Regions from separate parts of the Zea mays genome. Here regions 1, 3 and 4 are each linked to region 2. Evidence: chromatin contacts called from public Hi-C data. All regions are on one chromosome and are shown on one strand. Each heading gives the region's core, a stretch centred on a gene start, on an enhancer-like site or on the middle of the called end of the contact. The rest is flanking DNA. Distances are from core to core; before and after follow the strand shown. Region 1 has its middle 11 kb from the start of LOC103629184. Region 2 holds the start of LOC100285889. Region 3 holds the start of LOC100275842. Region 4 holds the start of LOC100381570.

Evidence for each region. Hi-C and Micro-C count contacts between places; a contact is called where the count stands out from the background.
Region 1: a contact with region 2 is called in a Hi-C map of bundle sheath, with 6 times the contacts expected there. The contact joins the enhancer-like site here to the promoter of LOC100285889 in region 2. A contact is called at or near these places in 9 of 25 Hi-C or Micro-C datasets (bundle sheath, ear, endosperm and 3 more).
Region 3: a Hi-C map of bundle sheath shows a contact between it and region 2, with 3 times the contacts expected there. The contact joins the promoter of LOC100275842 here to the promoter of LOC100285889 in region 2. A contact is called at or near these places in 7 of 25 Hi-C or Micro-C datasets (bundle sheath, ear, endosperm and 3 more).
Region 4: a Hi-C map of leaf mesophyll shows a contact between it and region 2, with 2.6 times the contacts expected there. The contact joins the promoter of LOC100381570 here to the promoter of LOC100285889 in region 2. A contact is called at or near these places in 5 of 25 Hi-C or Micro-C datasets (bundle sheath, ear, leaf and 2 more).

The regions. Positions count from the first base shown.
Region 1 is chr6:35,192,546-35,195,245 of Zm-B73-REFERENCE-NAM-5.0, forward strand. No RefSeq gene overlaps it. Among protein-coding and RNA genes, the nearest start is that of LOC103629184, 11 kb to the right of the region's middle. Within about 2 kb of position 1,261, at least 16 of the 20 cell types and tissues checked have an H3K27ac peak or open chromatin away from gene starts, as enhancers often do. A contact at or near this core is called in bundle sheath, ear, leaf and 2 more, where this site is marked.
Region 2 is chr6:34,864,932-34,867,631 of Zm-B73-REFERENCE-NAM-5.0, forward strand. LOC100285889 reads right to left here and starts at 1,320. Exons shown (of 5, transcript NM_001158779.2): 1 at 874-1,320; 2 at 11-234. The coding sequence starts at 994.
Region 3 is chr6:35,280,117-35,282,816 of Zm-B73-REFERENCE-NAM-5.0, forward strand. It overlaps LOC100275842, which reads left to right and starts at 1,263. Exons shown (of 1, transcript NM_001149825.2): 1 at 1,263-2,654. The coding sequence starts at 1,295. The coding sequence ends at 2,500.
Region 4 is chr6:35,329,583-35,332,282 of Zm-B73-REFERENCE-NAM-5.0, forward strand. It overlaps LOC100381570, which reads right to left and starts at 1,297. Exons shown (of 17, transcript NM_001361448.1): 1 at 1,017-1,297; 2 at 151-231. The coding sequence starts at 1,043.

The DNA.
Region 1 (2,700 bases), core at 11-2,510, 330 kb after region 2:
ACTATAGAAAATAGAAATATTCTCTTTAGATATCATGGTCCCTATACATCCATTCATGCACGATGACCCCCACTTCGTTCCGCTCCATCTATATAGTATGTACTATTTATGCTACTATTTCACCCTCCTCACCATGCATCGATCTTCATCTATGTGACGACTGGTTCAGAAACAGTCTACTACTCCTATTTGACCCTCATCATCATGCATGCATGCATAACTCTTTTGATAGTGTCCATTTGCTCCTGTCTTGATGACATGAATAATATAATATAGTCCTCTCTCTCTCTCTCTCTCTCTCTATATATATATATATATATATATATATATATATATGGCAACGTATCCTGTGTAAAAGGTTCTCCTGTGTAAACATGCTAAAACGTCTTAACAACCTTTGGATCCAGAATCAAAGGCTAATCTTAATCCCACCTGATAATCTTGTGTTTTTTTCTAAAGAACCCCCTCCTGGTAATCTGGTGCGGTGGCGGTTAGGTGGGATTAAAATTAGCCTTTGATTCTGGATCCAAAGGTTGTTAAGGCGTTTTAGCATGTTTACACAGGAGAACCTTTTACACAGGATACGTTGCCTATATATATATATATATATATATATATATATATATATATATATATATATATATATATATATATATATATATATATATATATATATATATATATATATATATATATATATATATATATATAGGACTGTTCCGAAGGTCATCTTGAGACTACATTTTTTTAGTGCACCCTATATATATAACGGGGAACGCATCTGGTGAAAACCAACTCCTCCGTGCAAACTTTTAATCAGGGCCACATGATGTTGATCCAAGAGATACAGGGGCGTGGATAATTTTACACTTAACCACCCGTTGCTAATCACACTTTTTCAAATCCCCCTCCTACTCTCCCGTACGGCCTCTTGGATTAACATCATGTGGTTAAGATTAAAAGTTTGCATGGTTACACAGAGTGGTTGGTTTGCACTAGATACGTTCACTATATAACGGGCCCGGGATTAGTCTCTTTTGTTTCCTTTGTGAGCTAGGCTCTCGAATGGATAGATATATGCAAAGAGACATATTCATATACACCCCAAAAAACTCCCCATTATTGTCGTACGTACATAAACATGACACATGTAATACTCCTTCCACGACAAGCAGATAGATCGTGGCCATATATACCATACAGAGAGCGAAGAAGGTGGCTCTTGGCTGGCGCTGCTTGGTTGCGAGCCGCACAACGTACAGTACGTACTGGGCCTTGGCCTTGGCCCACGCCATGTGCCGTGTACGCCCGCATGCAATGCAAGTAGCTAGCTACTTTTGAATGCTGCCTTTTATTCTGGAGCTGAATTCGGCACTGGATATTGGCGATACGGTCAACAGTTGACTTTACTATTGGGCATATGCAAATATATACAAGATATTGTACGTATGTCTATGTCTTGTGTCAACGGACACTATATATATATATATATATATATATCTCTACTAACTATTAAGAGACTATTGTAGACTGCCCCCGCCTCCTGTGCCCGTCCGCCCTCCCGCCGCGACTGCCGCGCACGGCCGCGATCCGCCCTCCCGCCCACCCGAGCAATCCGCCAACAACCGCCGCGATCCGCCCGACCGACTGCCGCGATCCGCCCGACCGCCGCGATCCGTTCGCTCGCCTGCCGCAAACCCCGCCTCCCTACGCTCCGCGACGCCGCAACCGCCTCAGTCCGCCCGCCCGCCCTCCGCGGTCCGCCCAAGTAAAGGCGCTCCTCCCGAGGAGGAGCAGGGCTGTGCGGCTTGCGCCTGTCCTCCTGGTATCCCTCTCCCACCACCAGCATCTGGTGCTTCTCTTCGCCTCGCCCCAACGACGCCGCCCTGCCCTACCTCTCAGGTACCAAATATCTCCATCCAAGCGCTATTTAGGAGGAAAAGAGGCAAGCAAATTTTATTGTTTTTTTCATTCATGTGTAAACAGGAGCGGCACGAGTACCTGACATTAGCGAATTTAGGTATTCAGAAAATTGAGCTTGGAAAATATGTAAGACAGGACTATATGATTTGTTCGGGAACACCAACGCGGAGGTAGCAACGCCAAGCATGGAGATGCTGGGGTTCAAGAACATGCCGCAAGGTCTCAGAGAAGACAACGAGGAGATTACTCCTAATGGTTGCATATATGTAGCTACAAATCAAATGATGTTAGAAGGTGCGGCACCTACCAATAATAGATTGTCTAATTCCATATAAAAAATATTAACTCTATAGCAGTTCGCCAAATATTAGTTTTTACCATACATCAAGATTATATAATAAAATGATATCATTGATTAAAACGAATATGTATCATCAAATTTGTAGATAATTATAATTTTATAACATATATATTTGATGTCATAAATCCTCATACTTTCATTTATAGTTTTGATTAGAATTTGAGATGCTTAGACTCTAACAAAAGTTAGAACGGCTTATAGTTCCAAGTGGATGGAGTGTTTTCACAACTATAAATTTAATTTCATCTAGAGAATTCATGGTGCTCGAAAACCAAAATATTTTACAAAACAATAGTACTCTTCCAAAACTCAGAATTGCATCCAAATAAGTCCCTGCATTCAAAATCAAACAGAGTGAGAGGGCATCTCGGGTCTACATATGAGCAACAGATTTCTGCAATCCATGATGTGCAAGG
Region 2 (2,700 bases), core at 70-2,569:
TGGTGTGTACCTGTCCGTTTTCAAGCCTGCCCTTGTATACCCTGCCGAATCCCCCTTCTCCGAGAAGGCAGTCAGAGCGGAAGTTTTTCGTGGCCGTGGCTAGCTCACGGAACGTGAATGCTTTTGCGGTTTTGGCAACAGAACAACTTCCTTTAGGAGGTTCGATGCTTGCTGCTGTTTCAGATGATGGCCTGTGCTTGTGCTTCGAAGCAACTGGTGGTGGCCTGATGGACCCTGCAAAAGGTGAGGTGGTAAACTGCATTAGACATAAATCTCTATTTTTCTGCTCCTTCGGTTGTTGACTATTCCTGCCATTTGCTGAACAAATTTGAAGAGTATGTATATGCGTATGCTATATATATCACTGAAATCCATTTTCATCCATAACAGTTAAGAACTAGACATGAATTGCAGCAGTATGTATAGCACCAAAATACATGTGACACTGGCAGGGAAACAGATAGTGCACAGCATGATTGCTACATGGATTCGGTTCAGAGGAATATATGCAGTGACACAGGGGGTTTGGTTTCGTCCCTTAAACAAGATACAACTGAATGGTCGGCGTTTTCATCAGGTCTAAAAGCATCTCTCAGGAAACCACTGACCCTGGTACAGTATATATAGATTGTTTAACCACATGTATATCCTGCTATAAGATTGATGTGCAGCAGAACAGGACGTATTGGGAGATTGCAGAATTTGGATCTTTATACTTGTGCGTCGTATTTAATCTGTTTCCTAATTGTTTGTTTTGTTTGCCGACATCTCTCCCAGTCCCAACAATCATTTTTTTACGCGATCAGTTTGAAACAGTGCAAAAACATGCTAATTCCTTATTTTTCGTTGCAAGATTTGTCTTTTGGTCCTTACCAGATTCCCTGGGAGGCGCTTCGTTCTGGCTGGGGGCCTTGTTGACGACCGTGACCTCCCTGGATTCCGTCCTCCTGGGTGGCACCTTCTTGTCGGGCTTGAAGCATCCGAAGCAGCTCATCTTCTCCCAGCTGTACGTACCAGAACCTTGGATCTCTTCTCTGCCCCTCTCCGCTCTCGCAGTGGGTAAACCTCGTCCCCTCTCTCTAGAACGCACAGACCGATCCGCAGGCCTCGTTGTGCTGACAATGAGAGCACGGGTGGGAGTCTATATGCCTGCCTCCCTCCTTGTGCTAAAGATCTCGCAAACAGGCTGTGGATCGTTGTTGGTGCTTTGTGCGCGGTAAATGTGATCTCTGTGGGGGAAAATGTGGTCAGGTGGGATGAGCATTCGCTCCATGCCTTTGCGCCGAGGAGAGGATTTGCTGAGCCAAGAATAGGGGTCCTAAACTTAGTAGAAGCTCCGTGCGTCTTCCAGGATCTTGTGTCCCCCCCCCCCCCCCCCCCCCCCCCCCCAGCTAACGCGCTGGATGTGATGATGCCTTCCAACTCTTTATCTAGGAACAGAACACCGCTGGATGTGAATTGTTTCTCGGAACACGTTGTTGTTTTTTTCCCCCCACCACTCTAGCTGCCAGTTGAGTTGCGCTTGATAAGTTCAGACAATGAGACGTTATTATGTGGGTACGGGGTACCTACTTGGTTGAAGCAGCAGGACTTGAATCGTGGCAGGTAAAAGAAAAACAAACTGTTTTCGACAGGCTCAAGGAACATGGACTGTGTGTCTATCTATCGTCTGGCTGGAGTACGTTATGGTTGCAGGACCTGATGGTCCTTTCTGAACCTCTGATCCAGGCCTGCAGGACACGTGAGGGAGAGAGGCTGGACAAAGGGCCTTTTCAGGCTGTGATGCGGCTGCGAATACTGGCTGGTCATTGGCCATGCGTCCAATCCCCATGTACAGTACAAGTGTGAGATCTGTTAGTACTTGATATAGATCTCATCTGAGTAGGGGGGAAAAAGGTAAAATTGCACGGACAGGGTCCTTAATTAATTTGTCCAGAGGTGTCATCTGGTCCTGAGGTGCCGTAGGCTTTCCAGGTCCTCTCCTGTGTGGGCGTTACCTGGATTCTAAACTTCCTTCAAGTGTAATTTTTCGCGTCCTCGGAGTTACACCGTGTCATCTAGATACAAACAGCCTTAACAACCTAATACCTCGCTTCTTTGCTGCAATCCTTCATGTCTACTATGTATGGTTCTTTCCTCTCCCTCTTGCTCACACTATGTGCGCCACTAGTAGATCTGTCGCCATCCTTGCATACCTTTTGACTTCATTCCGCATTCCATCTGGCTAAACGCTCCTAGTAGAAGTGGCGAGGCTGACTGAGATCGGGTGCTCGTGCTCCCCAGGTTTGGGAAGTGGAGCGAGGAATCTTTGCATGCCAGCCAAGCAAATAAATACGCCGAAAACTCTCGCTGGCCGGCGCCGTCGTCCCTGGATGGAACCCCGTGCGTCCATCCACGATCCACCAATCCATAAGCGCGGCCGTGGGCCGTGGTTTGCTTGCCTACCTTACCTGCCATGTTATGCCAGGTTATCGCCATTGTTCCAGGAGTACAAGCATACGCGGGGGCTGTACTACGTGTGTGAGTGAGTGTGTCCGACTGGCCATCCAAGTGAAACTGTGGGTGGGTAGGGGGTGCAGGGTACTGGTAGCATTCATTCGTGGCCGGTCACAGCGTTTGGAAGTGATCAACCCATGGCCTTGAGGGCTCCTTTGGAACAAAGGAAATATGAAGGATTTTTGAAGGATTCCTTCCCTACAA
Region 3 (2,700 bases), core at 13-2,512, 420 kb after region 2:
TCAAGATCCAACCCCTGCTCACACAAACGCGCATCGCATCGGATCCCCAGGCGGCGAGGAGCTCCACCACCACATGGCACCACACCACACGCACGCCCTTGATGGGTGCTGTCCTTGTCCCTGGCAGCAAATCACTAAACAATGCTGCCGTCCACGACGACTGATGAGCACACACACGGTTAGTTTTGTTTTGCATGCATATGACAGAAAGGTCATTAGCATTAGCAGACACCAAACAAAACAAGAGAGAGAGAGAGAGGATGAAGACTGGCTGATGTGAGTGAAGAAAGCTGCTGCCATGGTTGGCTGGCTGGCTGAGATGCACGCACCCACTCGTGCAACGCCTACTTTATTTTAGAGACTGCTCTGATCGTCGATCCTCCTCCTAGTACCATTACCTCCATGAGACGAAAGAGAGAGAGAGGAGGACGAGACGTCTCCTGAATCGAAGGGGAAACGAAAAGTAAAGAAAAGAAAATACTACTGTATGTGGTGGACGCTGAGCTGACCTGAGATGAGAGTGAAGGGACGTGTGGATGTGGAGTGGAACGTGCTTTTTTTTGCAGCAGCAGCGCCGCGCCGGGCGGGTATGCAGGCTGGGTGCGGAAATCAAGGCATCCCCATCCAACCAACCAGCCAGAGGTTTCAAGGGGCAGGATTGGATTGACGGATCGTGCATGGCCAGGCCACATCGCACGTGGCCGCAAGCAGAGCAGAGGAGAGGTCAGGTCAGGTCGCAGGAGGAAGGAGGAGGAGGAGGAGCCGCCCTGGACGCTGGAGCAGCAGCAATAGCCATGGCCAATGCAGCATCCTCTCGTCGTCCTTGTCCTTGAGACGACATCACTCTGCTTCTCCCAGTTACCTTACTCATGTTCACGCCCGCCCCCATTACCATGGCCGTCGACCCGGTCCATGCACTGCCTGCCCAAGCCCGTCGCATACCTCCTCCACGGCTCCACGCCTCCACCCACCCGCCCCAGGGCCCAGGACAGATCCATCCAACGCATCCATGGACCGGGTCCAGGCCCACCACCGAGCGAATCCTAAGACACGCACACGCACACCCACGAGGCACGCACGGCACGGCACGACACGAGCGCTAGCTTGACGCTTCCCACGCCAGCAGCGGAGGATCCGGAGCTCGCCTCGCCTGTCGCCTCATTTAATCCGCACGCCCGCGCCCACCGCCCGCCCCCCTCCAGTCCCCCCACTGTGTCCGCGCCGCCTCATTAATTAACCTCGCTACCGCGCGCGGCGGCATCCACCTCCCTCCCTCCGCTGCGGCCAGCCAGCCATGAAGCCGCCGGCGGCGAGCCCGGGCCGCGCGGAGAAGCCGCAGCTGGCGGCGCCGGGCCTGGCGCGCCTGCTGCTCAGCAAGAGCCGCCGGGGCGCGCGGTCGCGCCGGGCGCCGCCGGCCACGTCGCCCATGTTCGTGTCGCGCGGCGCGCGCACCCGCGCCGCCAACGACGGGGAGCCCTCGTCGCCCAAGGTCACCTGCATTGGCCAGGTGCGGATGCGCAAGGGGAAGAAGCCTGCGACTGCGACGGCGCCGGCGGTGGGGAAGGCGGCCGCGCGGGACAAGGGCGCCGCCAGGGGCGGCTACTACTACTACTGCCGCTGCCTCAAGAGGGCGTTCCTGTGCGGCGGGCTGTTCGCGTCCGACGCGCGGAAGCGGAGGCACGAGCCGCCGGCGGAGCGCGGGCGCCGCTCGCCCTGGGTGTTCAGCAGCCGGGACGTCGCTGTTGCTGCCGCGCCCAAGCCGCCCGCGGACCCGAGCAGCGGGCGCCGGGCCGAGGACGAGGTGCAGCTCGGCGTCGGGGACGTCGACTTGGGGTCGACCGGCCGGGACGGAGAACAGGAGGTGGGGATCGGCGACGGCGACGGCGACCGGGACGCGCCGCTGGCCGTGTCGTCCGCCACCACTACGCCGCCCAAGAACGCGCTCCTGCTGATGCGCTGCCGGTCCGCGCCGCAGAACCGCACGTCGCCACTCACCTCCCGGTTCCCCTCCACCGCCACGGCGCCAACGCCGGCGCCGGCCAGGGACGCCCTCGCCGCCGCGGCGTCCCCGTTAGCATCCCCATCCCCTTCGCCTTCTCCTTCTCCCCGGAAGGCGCCAGCTTCGGCGAACGAGGACGGCGTGGCAACGCAACAAACAGGAGCGGTGGCAGCGCCAGCGCGTGAGCCGCAGCTGGTATTGAGCGGAGAAGGAGAAGAGGAGGAGGAGGAGGAAGTAGAAGTAGAAGACGACGACGAGTTCGATGAGTACGACGAGGAAGAGGAAGAGGAGGACGAGACGGTGCGGTGCTCATCGGCGCGGCCGCTGGTGCTGCAGCGGTGCAAGTCGGAGCCGGCGACGACCGCGGCCGCGAAGATGGCGGCGGGACCCGCGACGAGCGCCGGGTGCTTCTGGGCCCACGGAGGGAGCGGCGGCCGGAGGAGGCACGCTCCGCCGCCGCCCGGCGCGGCGCCGGCGGCGGTGGCTTTGACCGGCCACTGAGACGCAGAGGCGATGGGGGACTGTGGGTGGTGGTGGACTTGTGATGGTGGCGGGCCCCGTTCTTTTGTTTTCTTATGCTGTTGAATCTGGATTCCTTGGTAAGTTGTGTAGTAGTAAATATGTGCGCTCACTTAAAAAAATCCTGTAAATTTCTTCACTCTGGTTTATTTTGTAGTAGTGCACTAGTACTCCTGTCTCCT
Region 4 (2,700 bases), core at 47-2,546, 460 kb after region 2:
AACAGACCCAACAACTATGTACTGCCAGATGGCTAGTTCACCCTGGAGGCTCGTATGCCATGCGCCACCATTCAGTTGCAATCCTACACATCCCGGAGTAGAAACAGAGTGTTGGAAAAGCTGAAATAATAGACCACAACAGTTGCTGACCTGCTTCTTTCCATGCTTCGGCAACCCCAGCTGATTTAAGATATCTTTGAGCTCCTTTATTCTAAAATACGCAAGTTTATCCTGTGACAAACAAGGGTCAACATGTGAGATATTCAAGAGTGCCGTTACACGTTGCTGCGCACGTGAAGTACACCGCCACACTTGCCATGTTTGATCCATGGACCAAAAAAACAGGACTACCAACTCTACAACGATTTATTAGGAGTGAATTTTGTCGGTTTGCCATGTGCAAGCTAGGAGTAGCTTGAATGAGTACTGCGTCATGTGACAGAAGGAACCAACACTAGCCTATCAATCAGTACAGTACATGAGGAGCTGATTCTGTTAGTTGTAAACCAAGCGCATAGTCTGCATGTTTATCACTTTAGAAAGTCTGAATAAAGAGACAACACAACAGAGAAGCTGCTTGTTCTTTTCGCAACACCAAAAACAGCCTCTGCTCTTCGTTTGTCTAGGTGAGATTGAGTGATCGTTGATTCATTCCAGTGCACAGATTCGCGTTGCCGGTATACATCGCCGGGACGTGAGCTCAACAGATTCGGTGGCTCAGGCAGCATAGAACACCTCCCAACAACACACACAGCCCCAAAACTCGGGGCTGGACTACGGCGGGCAGCAGATTAAGAGGCCGAACCGCAGTTGGAAATAAGGCAGTGGTGCCAGCAAGCGCTGGGAAAAACTAGGGTCCGAGCTCTCACTCTCTCAGCCAGCTCAGGCCCATCCATCCATCTAAACCTCGGCGCGGAATTAACCGCCGGGCGGCAGCGGGGCGGGAATCCCCCGGGGAATTCGAGGGGGAAATCGACAGGGATCAGGTGGCGAACTGGGCTCGGGCGGGCGTATACCTTGCTGGTGGAAGCGAGGTCCGACATGGCAGGCGCCCGCGCGAGGAGAACGCCCGGAGGGGCACGACCATGGGGAGGAGGCGATCGGGGCCCCGGGCGCCGGCAAGGAGATCCGGGGGTGCCGAATTCGCGGCCGCTGCTGCGGCGGGGCTCCCTCGCGTGGCGCCTCTGTGGCCTCCGCCGTATGCGTCGACGAAGGTTGCCTGGACGGGGGCGGGGTTTTCCTCTCTCACTCACTCTCTCTCCCTCTCTCCACCTCGCTCTTGTCTGCCTTGGCTCGCACGTGCTTGTGGGACGGGTTCGTCGAGAAGGAGAGGAAGAGAAAGAGGGGTTTCTCTCTCCTATTCTCAGCCCGTCAGCCGCCGCCGCGGCGGACGTTATCGGCCGCTGTCAAATCCGGTTTTTGGCGGGGACGTACGAATCCGCGACCCACCGAAGCCGGCGTGGGGGTTGGTTCGTTTTTACTGCTTAAACCGTGTCCTGTTCGTATTCCCATCTAAAATGGGATTGGGAACATATCAGGTGCAAACTAACTCATTTGTACAACCGTGCGAATTTCTAATCTAAATTATATAATGTTGATCCAATAAACGCAGGGACGTGGATAATTTTATACTTAACTGTCCGCTGCTAATCACACCTTTTCAAAATTCCCCTTCCCACTCCTCTGCGCGTTCCCTTGGATTAACATCATGTGTTCAGATTAGAAGTTTGCACGGTTGCACGGAGGAGTTGGTTTGCACCAGATACGTTCCCATCTAAAATAGTAAAAACTAATAACTTCATTCTTAACTAACTAAGTGCATGTGCGTTGCGACTGCACATAAATTGTTGAGGGAGATCTATGGCTGCTCGTCAAGGTCGATGATAGGCTATCGTTGCTGCTAGGCACCATCATCCGAATAAGGATAGAAGTATCCGGGATAGAAAGGAGCGTGAAGTTCTACACAAAACCAAACAGGTGTTTGGTGACTCTCATCTTGCGAAACACGATGAAGATAATCTTGCATGGATGACAAAGATAACATTAAAAAACTACAAGATTGATTAAGCTAAAGTAAACGCTCAACATCCACAGACAAGTATTGTAGTGCAGTGCACTTTAATACACAAACGCTCTCAATGCTCACCTCCGTCTGTAGTTCATAACACCTCATGCAAATTCGTCCCCTATCAAAGAACATGCTGAAGTAAAAAAAGTCTCGTATGATCCATCATCATTGACTGAAAAGTGAAATTGTAGGGTCACACCACACTATTTGTGATAGCATCATCGCTTGGTCATTCACACAAGTGAAAAATGGATTTGCGAGAGCAGTAAAAATAGAAGTGAGCAGCCGTCCATTTCATTGAAGACTTCATTTTACCAACAAAATAGTGGTATGGGCAGCTCGAAAACTAATTCTAAAACCTAAAATTTTGTGATACCCATGAACACCACCAATAAACACCACCAGGAGCGGGCTCAGACTTTGATTCTGGCAGCCGCGTCAATACCTGTCAGCGTAATTTGAGGCTGTTGTGCATCATTGCTCTATTTTTTATTATTTTCAACAATTCGTTTCAAACTTGCAGCCTGTTGGTTTCATAGGGGCTTGCAGAAGCTAGTGTCTGCATTTTTTGAGTTCCCTAGCATGTCACTATATGGTCCATAGAATGTTTTTGCTTCACAAAAGAGAATTCT